Linked DNA regions of Mus musculus: region 1 is linked to region 2. Evidence: chromatin contacts called from public HiChIP or PLAC-seq data. All regions are on one chromosome and are shown on one strand. The core of a region is the stretch at or near the end of the contact, and the rest is flanking DNA. Distances in the headings are between cores, read along the strand shown.

What was found. HiChIP or PLAC-seq counts read pairs in DNA pulled down with a chosen protein or histone mark.
Region 1: a BATF HiChIP or PLAC-seq map of CD8 T cells shows a contact between it and region 2, with 33 read pairs. The contact joins two enhancer-like sites. A contact is called at or near these places in 2 of 39 promoter capture datasets (the C10 cell line and liver), 2 of 15 datasets of contacts at CTCF or cohesin (CD8 T cells and pro-B cells), 25 of 484 Hi-C or Micro-C datasets (B cells, CD4 T cells, CD8 T cells and 13 more), 11 of 115 datasets of contacts at active chromatin or transcription factors (CD8 T cells, the SCID.adh cell line, T-cell acute lymphoblastic leukemia and 7 more) and 4 of 9 other capture datasets (adipose tissue, embryonic stem cells, liver and 1 more).

What each region holds. Positions count from the first base shown.
Region 1 is chr3:135,728,543-135,734,423 of GRCm38.p6, forward strand. No RefSeq gene overlaps it. Among named protein-coding and RNA genes, the nearest start is that of Nfkb1, 40 kb to the left of the region's middle. Within about 2 kb of position 2,494, at least 57 of the 459 cell types and tissues checked have an H3K27ac peak or open chromatin away from gene starts, as enhancers often do. A contact at or near this core is called in CD8 T cells, Th17 cells and regulatory T cells, where this site is marked.
Region 2 is chr3:135,599,126-135,604,340 of GRCm38.p6, forward strand. Nfkb1 (nuclear factor of kappa light polypeptide gene enhancer in B cells 1, p105) reads right to left here. Exons shown (of 25, transcript NM_008689.2): 16 at 4,585-4,726; 17 at 2,301-2,415. Among named protein-coding and RNA genes, the nearest start is that of Gm46827, 6.7 kb to the right of the region's middle. Within about 2 kb of position 3,861, at least 89 of the 459 cell types and tissues checked have an H3K27ac peak or open chromatin away from gene starts, as enhancers often do. A contact at or near this core is called in CD8 T cells, Th17 cells and regulatory T cells, where this site is marked.

The sequences.
Region 1 (5,881 bases), core at 1,244-3,743, 130 kb after region 2:
GTCAGGAGAGTCACCCTTTTTGCCTAAGCCAAGTTTGCCCCACTTTTCCAGCCTTCCTTGCACGTGGCTTGTTGAATGAGCATTTAAAGCAAATGTATGAGATCGCAAAATTATACAGCCTGCCAAGCTTCCTGGGATAATTACCGTTGTCAAGAAGCTTGTAGAAGTAGACATTCTTCCTTAGAACCAAAGATTCAAAAAAAAAAAAAAAAACCAGAAGCGCAATGAAGCCACGGGGGCCACGGGAGCCACGGGAGCCACGGGAAGTTTGAAACCAACTCCACACTGCTGTGTTTCTTTTCAGGGTTCAACATCCAGACATTTTCACAGAAACACTAGTTAAATAGTGAATCTCAATCCCTAAATAGACCCCTGCACACTAAAGTCAAGAAAGCAATTTCCACTTTCTCCATAGGGAGCATGCCAAACTCTGAATAAAACAATGAAGAAGAGTTTGCCCTCTTTGCCTCCGCTGGGACTCAGAAGTCAGAAGCAAACCGTGTGCCAGGAGGAGCACGTTGGGATCTTCTTACCAGACAGGACCGGCATATCAGCCCTGCTTGGCAAAGCCCCACTCTCCCTGGGTGTGTGAGCGGTTGTGCTTGCTTGGGCAGCCCAGCTCCAGGACACAGCAAAGAGGCCACAGGTCTCAGGAGCCGCCAGAATGGAGCCTGTAATCTATGGCCTTGGCTTTCTGTATTCTTAAATGTTTGCTCTGTGTTTTCCTCTCTGTAAAGCTTTGCAAATATAAACTTTCATTGTGACTCAGTTTTCTTTACAATCACATGTGTGAACTAAGGAGATTATTATGTTCTTTCATACCTCACCTTGGGCCAATGTAACACTATTCGTTAATACTGAGGCTAAGGTACTTTATATTCATAATCTCTCGTAAAAATACATCATCTCTGTAATTTGGAAAAATTCATTACAGGATTGGGAGGGTGTCTGATGATAATGTTGAAAGACACCGTGAAACGCTTTTCAATTACCTAAGAATTCTTTCTTCCTCCCTCCCTCTTTACTGTCTCCCCATCTCTCCTCTCTCTGATTTCTTCCCCTCTCTTTCTCAGTCTCTTCCATCCTTCCTTTCTTTTTCCTTCTTTTTTATCCCCCCTTTTCCTATTAAAATGATCTCAGCCTGGAATAAACATTGTTGCGAAACTGGCCAGGAGTTTTGCCAAGCTGAACACAGAACACGTCAGCTGTTTTCTGGAAAATAACTGCCTCATGTGACAGTGTCTATTATTTTAATTAGCACCGAGGCACGCCTCCAAGGCATTTCAACAGGTCAGGGTTTCTTACAGTGGCAATGGCTTTTTATTTCCTGATATGCCAATGAAGCAGATAGCTGACATCTGATTTTTTTGTCTCGGTGAGTAAAATGGTTGTTGTGATGATGCAGCCTGGACTTGAAGAAGTTGCAAACATTCCTTGTTACCCAGAGGCTATGGCACAAGCAGCCAGAGAGCGCTCCGAGCACTCACAGGAAGTGATAGCCAGGCCCTTCATTTTGGCTATCTGGGATGTTCTTTGCCATAAAGTGTTTATGACATATGCTCCTTGGGGTATCTATATTTCCAGGATATGTACATGTCTACCTATGTGTGCTAAACTCAAGAAGGGTTAATTCCAAGATCTGAAAGTCACTCTGTGAAACTATATCGTGAACACACATTCAGCAATCCACAAATGTGTAAGCCATGGTTTTAAATAGTGGTCGGTTGGGGAACAGACGCCCATTTCCTCCCACCCACTGCTCCCTAACATTGCTGTGGGGTGAGCTGGAGATGCTGATACGAGTGTTCATTTGAGAAGGAAACGGTTTATGATTGCCATGCTGCATCTCACAGAAAACAGTGTATAATTGGATTCCCGAATATAGCGAGCGAACACATGCATCATGTTTTCTATGTGGCTAAAATGACTTGCCATTTTTATTGTAGAGACTTTGCAGGGGCTGGAAGTGTGGAAAGAATTGTTTCTTAGGGTGTGGCAGTCACTGAGGTCAGTCACTCTGGGAATCTGGGTCTTAGAATGACCCTGATGAGAAGAAATTTATCCTCCCTCCCTCCCTCCCTCCCTCCCTCCCTCCCTTCCTTCCTTCCTTTCCCCCTTCTCCCCCCCTGTCTAAATGAATTACAATACCAACCAACACTTGGACATTCCAAGGAGCTATCAGTTGGGCACTAGAGCCACATTCAAGCCATATTCTGGAAACTATCCATCACCATCTGTGAGCTGGAAGGACTAACAGTATTTGCTTACATTAGTTATTTATAATGCTGCTCTCTCCTTTCTTTCATTTTTCTCATCCCTCCATCGCTTTATGCGGACAAATGGTGCAGCTTTGGTCGGTGGTCAGAATGCACGGTCAGTCTCCTTTGCTTTCCCTTAGAAAGTGTGGCTTTACTCATTCAGTGTTCAGTGGGGACACGCCCAGCTGTCAATCACCATTACTACTGCTATCACTCTTCAGCGCTTTACCTCGTTCTGTAATGGAATCTAAGGAAGGCTTCACTCACACAGTGACAGTGACAGTGACAGTTGCATTCCCACCCTTGTGGGGACACAGACGGTTCAGGTGACGGACCTGAGTCACCTCCTAAATGACACATTGTGGATTTGTATTTCAAGGTAGATTTTTATTCATCAACAGAATAAAGTAGTAAAATAAAATATAAAATAAAAATAAAAATAAAATAAATAAAAAATAAAAAAATATGATAAAAAGGAAACGGGATAAGTTAGTGAATGTTCACGACTTTAGGGTAAGGTTGTGGTTTGTTGCGATTTCTATGTTTTTATTTTTGTTTTTGTTTTTCGAGACAGGATTTCTCTGTGTAGCCCTGGTGGATGCCCTTGAATGTGAGCTTGCTTTGTAAAGGCTTTCAGAGCTCATCTAAGAAGAACTCTAGCGCCACCTCATGCCCAATTTCGAGAATTACCTGGTTAACTGTATTGAGAGATAGTTTTAAGATTGATCCAGCCATTAGGTGGCGCCGTGGACATGTACATTAAAGCCACAGCTCAGAACATCTTGTTAGATGTGGTGAAAACATTATTTCTTTCTTTCCAGGTTAAGATTTTTTTTTCTTAGTCTATGACTCATGGGAGTCTTAAATACCTTGTATTTATCTCCTGAGGTTTGAAGATTTAAGGTTTTAAATAGTTTAGAGCAGAATCTTCTTTCGCCCCACCCACATTTTTCTCAAACGATCTCAACATGAAGAAAAAATTTAAAGCATGTGTACAGATACGCAATACAAAGACTCAACACCTCGCCCGCACAAAGAAAGGAAAACAACTAGACCAGCCAGATTGACTAGTTTATAACAGGGCTTCACCATGCTTAGAAAGTGCGGTGGTAACTTCTATTTCTGTGCACCTGATCTGGTTAAAAACCTTATCACATAGGAAGGACGTTGGGCTGAGGTGAGGACTCAAGGCGGAGGGACTGACGATGGATCCAAGGGGGGGGGGGGAACCCAACAACGCTAAAATAGAAAGATTAAAAAAGGGAATCACTTACGGAAGAATGCTTGATTTATTCTATGGATGCTTTAAGTCTCGTTTGATTTTAGTCCCATCAAAGTTGGTGCCAGTCACAGTGGCAAGTGAAGTGTCCTCCATCTACTCTAACAAGCAGAAACAGATGTAATCAACTTACGTTCTCTCCCACCCAAAGAAGAATAAAATAAATCAATGTTCAAAAACACAGCGACCAAGCCTGACCTGAGTGAGGTCGATACCCAGCACACACACACACACACACACACACACACACACACACAAACACACACACACACACACACGGTGGAAGGAAGCCACTCCAGCGCATCACTCTCCAATCTCTACCTGCCTGCTGTGTCAGGCATGTACACACTTATCCAACCATCCACACAACATATATTAATGATGGATAAACACAACAGTAATTCAAACAATTGTACCCCTATGCATATCTAAACATCAAATGTAACTTGGAAATTATTATCAATATGATATGTATTATCTATCTATTAACCCTAAGGATGAAACACATCCCACCTATGATGTCTACTATAATGTCTAATATATTTTTGGTGAAGAAGTAATTATAGTGAATCCATCTAGATACTACTGATACTGGAACAGGGTGATGGTTTGAATGAAAATGGCCCCTATAGGCTTATAGGGAGTGGTGCTATAAGGAGGTGTGGCTTTGTTGGAGTGGGTATGGAATTGTTGGATGAAGTGGGTCACTGGGGGGTGGGGCTTTGAGGTTTCAAACTCTCAAGCCAGGTCCAGTAGTATCTCTCTCTTCCTGTTGCCTTCTGATCCAAATATAGAACTTCCAGCTAACACTCTCCAGTACCATGTCTGTCAGGTCGCCACCACGCTTCCTGCCATAATGATACCTAAACCTTTGACCCATTAGCCAGCCCCGGATAAGAGTTTTCTTTGCTAAGAGTTGCTGTGGTCATGGAGTCTTGTCACAGCACCATAAACCCTAGCTAAGATAGGCAGTAGAACCTACGTGCCTTTGCTACTTTCTTTGCTGTGATGTTGGCGGTTCTCAGGGAGCCTTTTCACAGCTCAGGACAATAGAATTTTACATGCTTTCATTTTAGATCCTCACCGGCTCTTTGGTTTCTACTTCAAACACTCATCATTCTTAATGTTTAACTCTCAGGCTCCTTATCAGCGCACCTAGTTTCTTAATCGGAAACCTGGTTGTCTGTCAGGTGACAGGCCTGCCGCATACTTCCTGAGAAGCAGGCATCTCCCCACCTCCTCTCAGGTATGCACTGGAGGCCCGCTTGTTCCTTTTTCCTCTCAGAGCCAAATTCTTGCCTGGAGCTCTGATGATCTCCTTCACAGGCTTTCTCCACCCCCAGAAAGTTGCTAGTTAGTCACCTCTTTCTGTTTTGCAATGCTTCTGTTCTTTCTCGTCTATCTCATCAAAAACCAAAACCCAAAACAAACAAGCAAAACAACAACAAGAATCAGTCATCAACCAACCACCCAACCAAACGGGAAATAACAAAAAGATTCTCAAGCTTTTCATAACCATTTTCCCCAACGTCTAACCGGTCTTTCTCTCCCTCCCTCGTATTTACGATAAAAGCTTCAGCCATACCTGAAAGTGGTCATGTTCTCCTTTTATTCATCTGTTACACATACATGATGGCGAAACACTCATACACACAAAACAAAACAATATATTTTAAAAAAATTAAAACGTTTCAAATCTGGTGTTTTTGGGATCTACAGACCTCCCGAAATCCAAATCGGGGTGTTTGTTATGTGTAATTTTCAGTGAGTAAGTCCACAGCTTACAATTATTTTCAGTCACTTAATTCTCTCTAAAAGGTTAATAAGCACTATTATCTGTTGTCTTCCCAAAGTGATCTTAGCGATAATTTAGTCATTTAAGCAAATGCTTACTTACACAGAAGGGATCATGCCTTCAAGTGACTTTCAGGTCCGTTTGATAATCTCTACCCAGGGAGAAAATGAGTCAATGGGACATAACTGGGCAGACGCCTCCAGGAGCTGGAGAAACGTCATGGATTTCACCCCATCCACCTGATGCTGATGGTCAAGCTTGGAACCCCAGCCAACATCTCCCAAGCTTCGGACTCACAGGCAACTCATTTCCTCGGGTGACTCATGAGCTATCGAGATCAAGGCTTGTAACATTCGGCTCTTTCATTTCTTCCCCAGCCTTCTCTCCTGTCTTACTGTCTGCTCAGGGACCGTGCCATGGGTGTCCTCATATGGCTTGCTTTCCTCTTCTATTGTCAGCCATTTTTCAATATTATTGTACTTTAGTACAACGAGTCACTGTTCCACATTGGGAACTAACCACCTATCACCTGGCTATGTGTAACAGCAA
Region 2 (5,215 bases), core at 2,611-5,110:
CCCTGCCTTGTGCAAGGTTATAAGGCAGGGTCTTTTGTCCCCCCCCCCCCCCCCCCGCATATGCAAGATGCTTGTCTCCTGCCCTGACTGGGGAGGGGGGGGCGGGGGCGGGGTGTGGGGGGGTGTGGTACTAAATCTGGCTGGCGATGGTCTGGGGATCTGAACATGGTCTTCACACTTGTACAGCAGATACTTCGTCCACTGAGTCATCTCTTTGTTTCTTTTTAATTTCTTCTAAAATAATGATTTTTTTTTAAATTAAAAATGAGATAACATGCCAGGCACATGCTTGTCAAGCCTATGATTTGGGAGGCTGAGGTAGGACACTGATGGCTCAGTGCCAGCCTGGGTACGCTAGAGAGAGATCAACAGAGAGAGATACACACACATTGGGGGGGGGGGAGAGACGGAGACAGAATGACAGAGAGAGATTGATAGAGAGAGATACACAGACACAGGGAGAGAAAGAGAGAGACAGAGAGACAGAGAGAGATTGATAGAGAGAGATACACAGACACAGGGAGAGAAAGAGAGAGACAGAGAGACAGAGAGAGATTGATAGAGAGGGATACACACACACACAGAGACAGACAGACAGACAAGAGAGAGACAGAGAGAGACACAGAGGGAGACAGAGAGAAGCATGGATAAGAAGAGATAACAACTTGAATAACTTGTTTTAAAAATGGAGTAACATGGTTGTAGATTGCTGGAAGGGTTTGTGCTCAGCTTTGGGTACAGTCCCAAGCACCAAACCAAACCAAAAAAACCAACAACAACAACAAAAAACATCACAAACAAACAAACAAACAAGTAAGAATTCCACTAGTTCTCATCTCATCTCTTCTAAATAACAAATTATTCACGGTTGCTGGCCACAGTTTTTCAATGAAAGCAATATGACCTGGAAGCAGAGGTCTCAGCATGGGCCTGGCTGTGGGGATCAGAATGACACTCTGGGCAAGAGAGTGCAGAGGAACTTAGAAGCCAACAAGAGGATAAGACCAACAGGCCCAGAGAGAGGGGTAGGGGCACAAAAGGGTTGGAGAGAAATAGAGGTGAGAGAGGAAGGAGCCGTAGAGCAGGCCACCATCCTGGGCCAGGCCACAGCTCCCAGACTGTGTCTGCCAGTGGAGTTTCTGGTTTGCTTTGCCCTACCATCTGCCTCTGTCCTCAGCTCACTGTGCCATCTCCAGGTAGTTTCCTCTGGAGTTTTCGGGGCTCCCTTACCTTCTCACACCTGAGCTGGATGGGACTCTGAGGTGCCTCTTCCTGTTCTTACAGCCTTTCACCTCTCCAGGAGCTGACCTCAGAGCCTTTCTTTGACATACACTTGATCCAGTTGCTGTGCGAATACCCTTCCTTCCGCAGACCTCAAAATTCTTTTTTTTTTTTAATTTGAAAATATTCTTTTTTTCCAATTTTTTATTAGGTATTTTCTTCATTTGCATTTCAAATGCTATCCCGAAAGTCCCCTATACCCTCCTCCCGCCCTGCTCCCCTACCTACCCACTCCTGCTTCTTGGCCCTGGCGTTCCCCTGTACTGGGGCATATAAAGTTTGTAAGACCAAGGGGCCTCTCTTTCCAGTGATGGTCGACTATGCCATTTTCTGCTACATATGCAGCTAGAGACATGAGCTCTGGGGGTATTGGTTAGTTCATATTGTTGTTCCACCTATAGGGTTGCAGACCCCTTCAGCTCCTTGGGTGTTTTCTCTAGCTCCTCCATTTGGAGCCCTGTGATCCATCCAATAGCTGACTGTGAGCATCCACTTGTGTGTTTGCTAGGCCCCAGCATAGCCTCACAAGAAACAGCTATATCAGGGTCCTTTCCGCAAAATCTTGCAGGCATATGCAATAGTGTCTGCGTTTTGTGGCTGATTATGGGATGGATCCCCGGCTGGGACAGTCTCTGGATGGTCCATCCTTTCATCTCAGCTCCAAACTTTGTCTCTGTAACTCTGGCTTTTGAAACTTGGATTTCTTTTTAACATGTCTCTCCTGACAGCTGTGACTTTTTCCCCTCTAAGGTTTGCCCTCAAAACTTTATCAACTCTGACTTCTAGGTCTTAAAGTCTGCCTTTTCTAGAAGATGGTGAATTTCCATGGAGTGTGATTGCCATCAAACCCGTGATCCCAACCCATCTCTCTGTAAAATGACATTCCCAACTAAGGATGCTTTTAAGATGCCACTTCTGAGAAGATGCTGTTTTCCTGTTTCCCATCACTGAGAACAGCTCACGCACGTGTTACTAAGGCAACCTTTTCTCTTCTCGACGGCCTTGTGGTGGCTGCTTACCTGATACAGGTCATTTCTCATGTTGATGATGTCATCAGAGATCAAACCAGATGTGACTTCCAGCAGATCCCTCACAAGCTGAGCGTGGAGGTGGATGATGGCTAAGTGTAAGACACTGGAATGACACACAGTGGCAATAATTAACTGGGGATGTAGCAAGCGACAGAAACAAAAACATGTCAAGAAATGACTGGAGCTGAAGACTAGCTACTATGTGTAGCTTTCCTTGGCCCTACCATGTACTGAATGTACTGATCAGAGGTGACATTATTTCTCTGGAGAACTTCCTCTCCACTGCCTATCGCAGGCTACTACACACTGATCGTGCCCACCTGCCCCCGGAGTGTTAACATCTGACCAGACACATGAAGTGCAAAGGCACCTGCCGGGTCGGAAACCAAATGGCATTAAGCTCCAAGCCAGCTCTGTCTCCATGCCTCTGTCCCTGGCAGCTCTCCCTGGTCTCTCCCTGACATACAAGACCATGAAGAAAGGTAATGCCTAGGCTTAGGAGCAGCTTGGGAAAACTCAGCTGCCGAGCTCTCTTCCTCCGTAACAATGAGAAGTGACTTCTATTTCTAAACAAGGTCTTGTTATTTATCCCTGAGATATTTCACTTAGCAATACTTCTCAGGGAAGATCATGGTGGCCTCTTTAGATGACCCCAGGCCTGTGTTAACTGCAAGTGAAGCACGCACGCTTTGACGAGAAGCACCGCAGCCACACCTCAGGCTCCTGTGGTGCTCCTGATGGGACCCTGACAGGAGGCTTGTGAGAGGTGATGCGGACAGACACACGTCGAGTAAAAGGGCTTCAAAAGCTACTTCAACATTTCCATGTGCAGCTCAGCACTTCACAGAAGCACGTCCCCTCCCCTTCAGATCTTCATACCCCTGGGGGAAGTTCCCCGATACCAGAGGGTTCTATAGTTTCTCTTTATTGTATTTCTATGATGACTAATGGTGACAGGGTCCAGATTATAAGCCAAATATGACAAGATGAATAAAGAAGAGAAACCAGAATAGTCCCTTATGTATACTCCTGAGTGGGTCCTCTGTGTCTCCCAGGTCTCATACCCCTAACCTTACACGGAGCCTGCTTGTTTAAGTCTTGGCTTGACGAGGCTCTGGGTATTGTACCCACTTGGGAATGAAGGCCAGTGTCTCAGCTGCCCCATGAACACCCAGGTCCTTACACACACATTCCTGCATTCCTCTGCACACACTTGCTGGACTGCATGTGCCTGGCATCCCTTTCCACAGCCTCTCCTTCAGACAGCAGCATCTCACTTCCTAATTGCTTAATCCACTCGCCCTCACTACTCATGAATTTCGCCAGTCCTTAAAGATGACCCTTGGAGCACCGGTGTCCTGCTCTGGTTATCTGCTCTGTTTTGTGGTTATTTGCTATTGAATGCTAACTGGATGATTTCCTTCTAAAGGCGCCTTCTGTTATTCAGAGCTTTTTTCACAGAAGGTCGTCTGGGTTCCTCTTGTACTGTGTAGGATAAGACCAGCGGTTATACCACATCCTTAGTTACACTGCAAGTGACGAGGACAAAGGTCCTTGTACGAAACCCCTGAGGTTGGCATTCTCCTAAAGCGCTTTGTTTTTAAACTGAGACTCAGCACACAGCACTCCAGAATGCTTCCACAGCAAAGGGCTTCTTTTCAGTGTTAACGCTATTTTAGGATCACTTAGATAAAGCACTTGAATCTCAAGACTGCTGTCTCTGGCTATATTTATAGGCTTTTAGATCATTTCAGAAGTCTCAATGGAAGGACTAAGAGAACCATTTAGGAAGGAGCCAGGTAGCTATGTGCACAGAACCTCAGGAAGAGACAGCAGGCATGGCATCTGGAATGTCAGACTCCCACACAGCCTGGCCTGGAGCTGAGGCAGAGCCTGACCCACTCACATCCTCGTGACCCTTAACAGAGGCCACAGAGAAGCAGCTAGTAGCTAGGAGAGAATGGCATTTCCTCTTAGTTACTCTACTAATGTTGTTCTTACCTGGCTTTCTTGGGTACACTATGACAATAACACTTCAGGGACTTTGCAGGGCTGTCAATAATTTTCTCAATTACTATTTTAGTACACAAAGCAGGGGTGTAAAATTAGCATGATTACACACATCTGAGCCTTCTTGCCTAGGGAGACAGCATACTCGAGGTCTTGTCAGATGAGGGCAGCTCCCTTTCAAAGGCAGTTTGTGGGGGCAGTATCCTTGCCTTTCCCCGTCCTGAAACAGAGCTTGCTGTGCAACAGTCCCCACTCAACTCACCTGTCCCCATTCTCATCCTGCACGGCGGTGAGATGGCGTTGCACGGCCAGCAACATCTTCACATCCCCCGTCACTGCGTAGTCGAAAAGGGCGTTGGCGTGTCGCCTGGCGAGCTGCAGAGCCTTCTCAAGAAAGAGGTTATCTGCAAGGTAATGCCCACAAGCACAGCTGAGTGTCATTTGCTCGCCCCGCGTGTGCGGCATGGCACACCATTTTAGCTGAAAATGCTCCTTTTGCTGCCTCTGGATTGTGTTGACTAGAACAAGCACAATCGGGCATTTCGGGCATTGTCTCACTGACAGATAATACAGTTAAGAGGTTGATTTTAAAGTGTCTGTGAGGAACAATCTAGAAACATCTGCTATTTTGAGAAGAACAATCAGTGTCTATGATTGAAGGGGAGCAACCAATCTCAGGGTACTTGGCTTTTGCCATAATTTTAAATAGCCAATCACTTTACAAACAAAGTCTCTTCTGGAATCCTGTCTGAGTCAAAGTGAGGAAACACACCCTTGGGTGCCAGGCAGTCTCAGAAACCCCAGGGGTTTTGGAAATTTTATTATCTTAAGGTCAAGGGACAGCAGACTAACCTCAACCCAAATGGGCAAATCTACCCTGTTTCCATATGGCT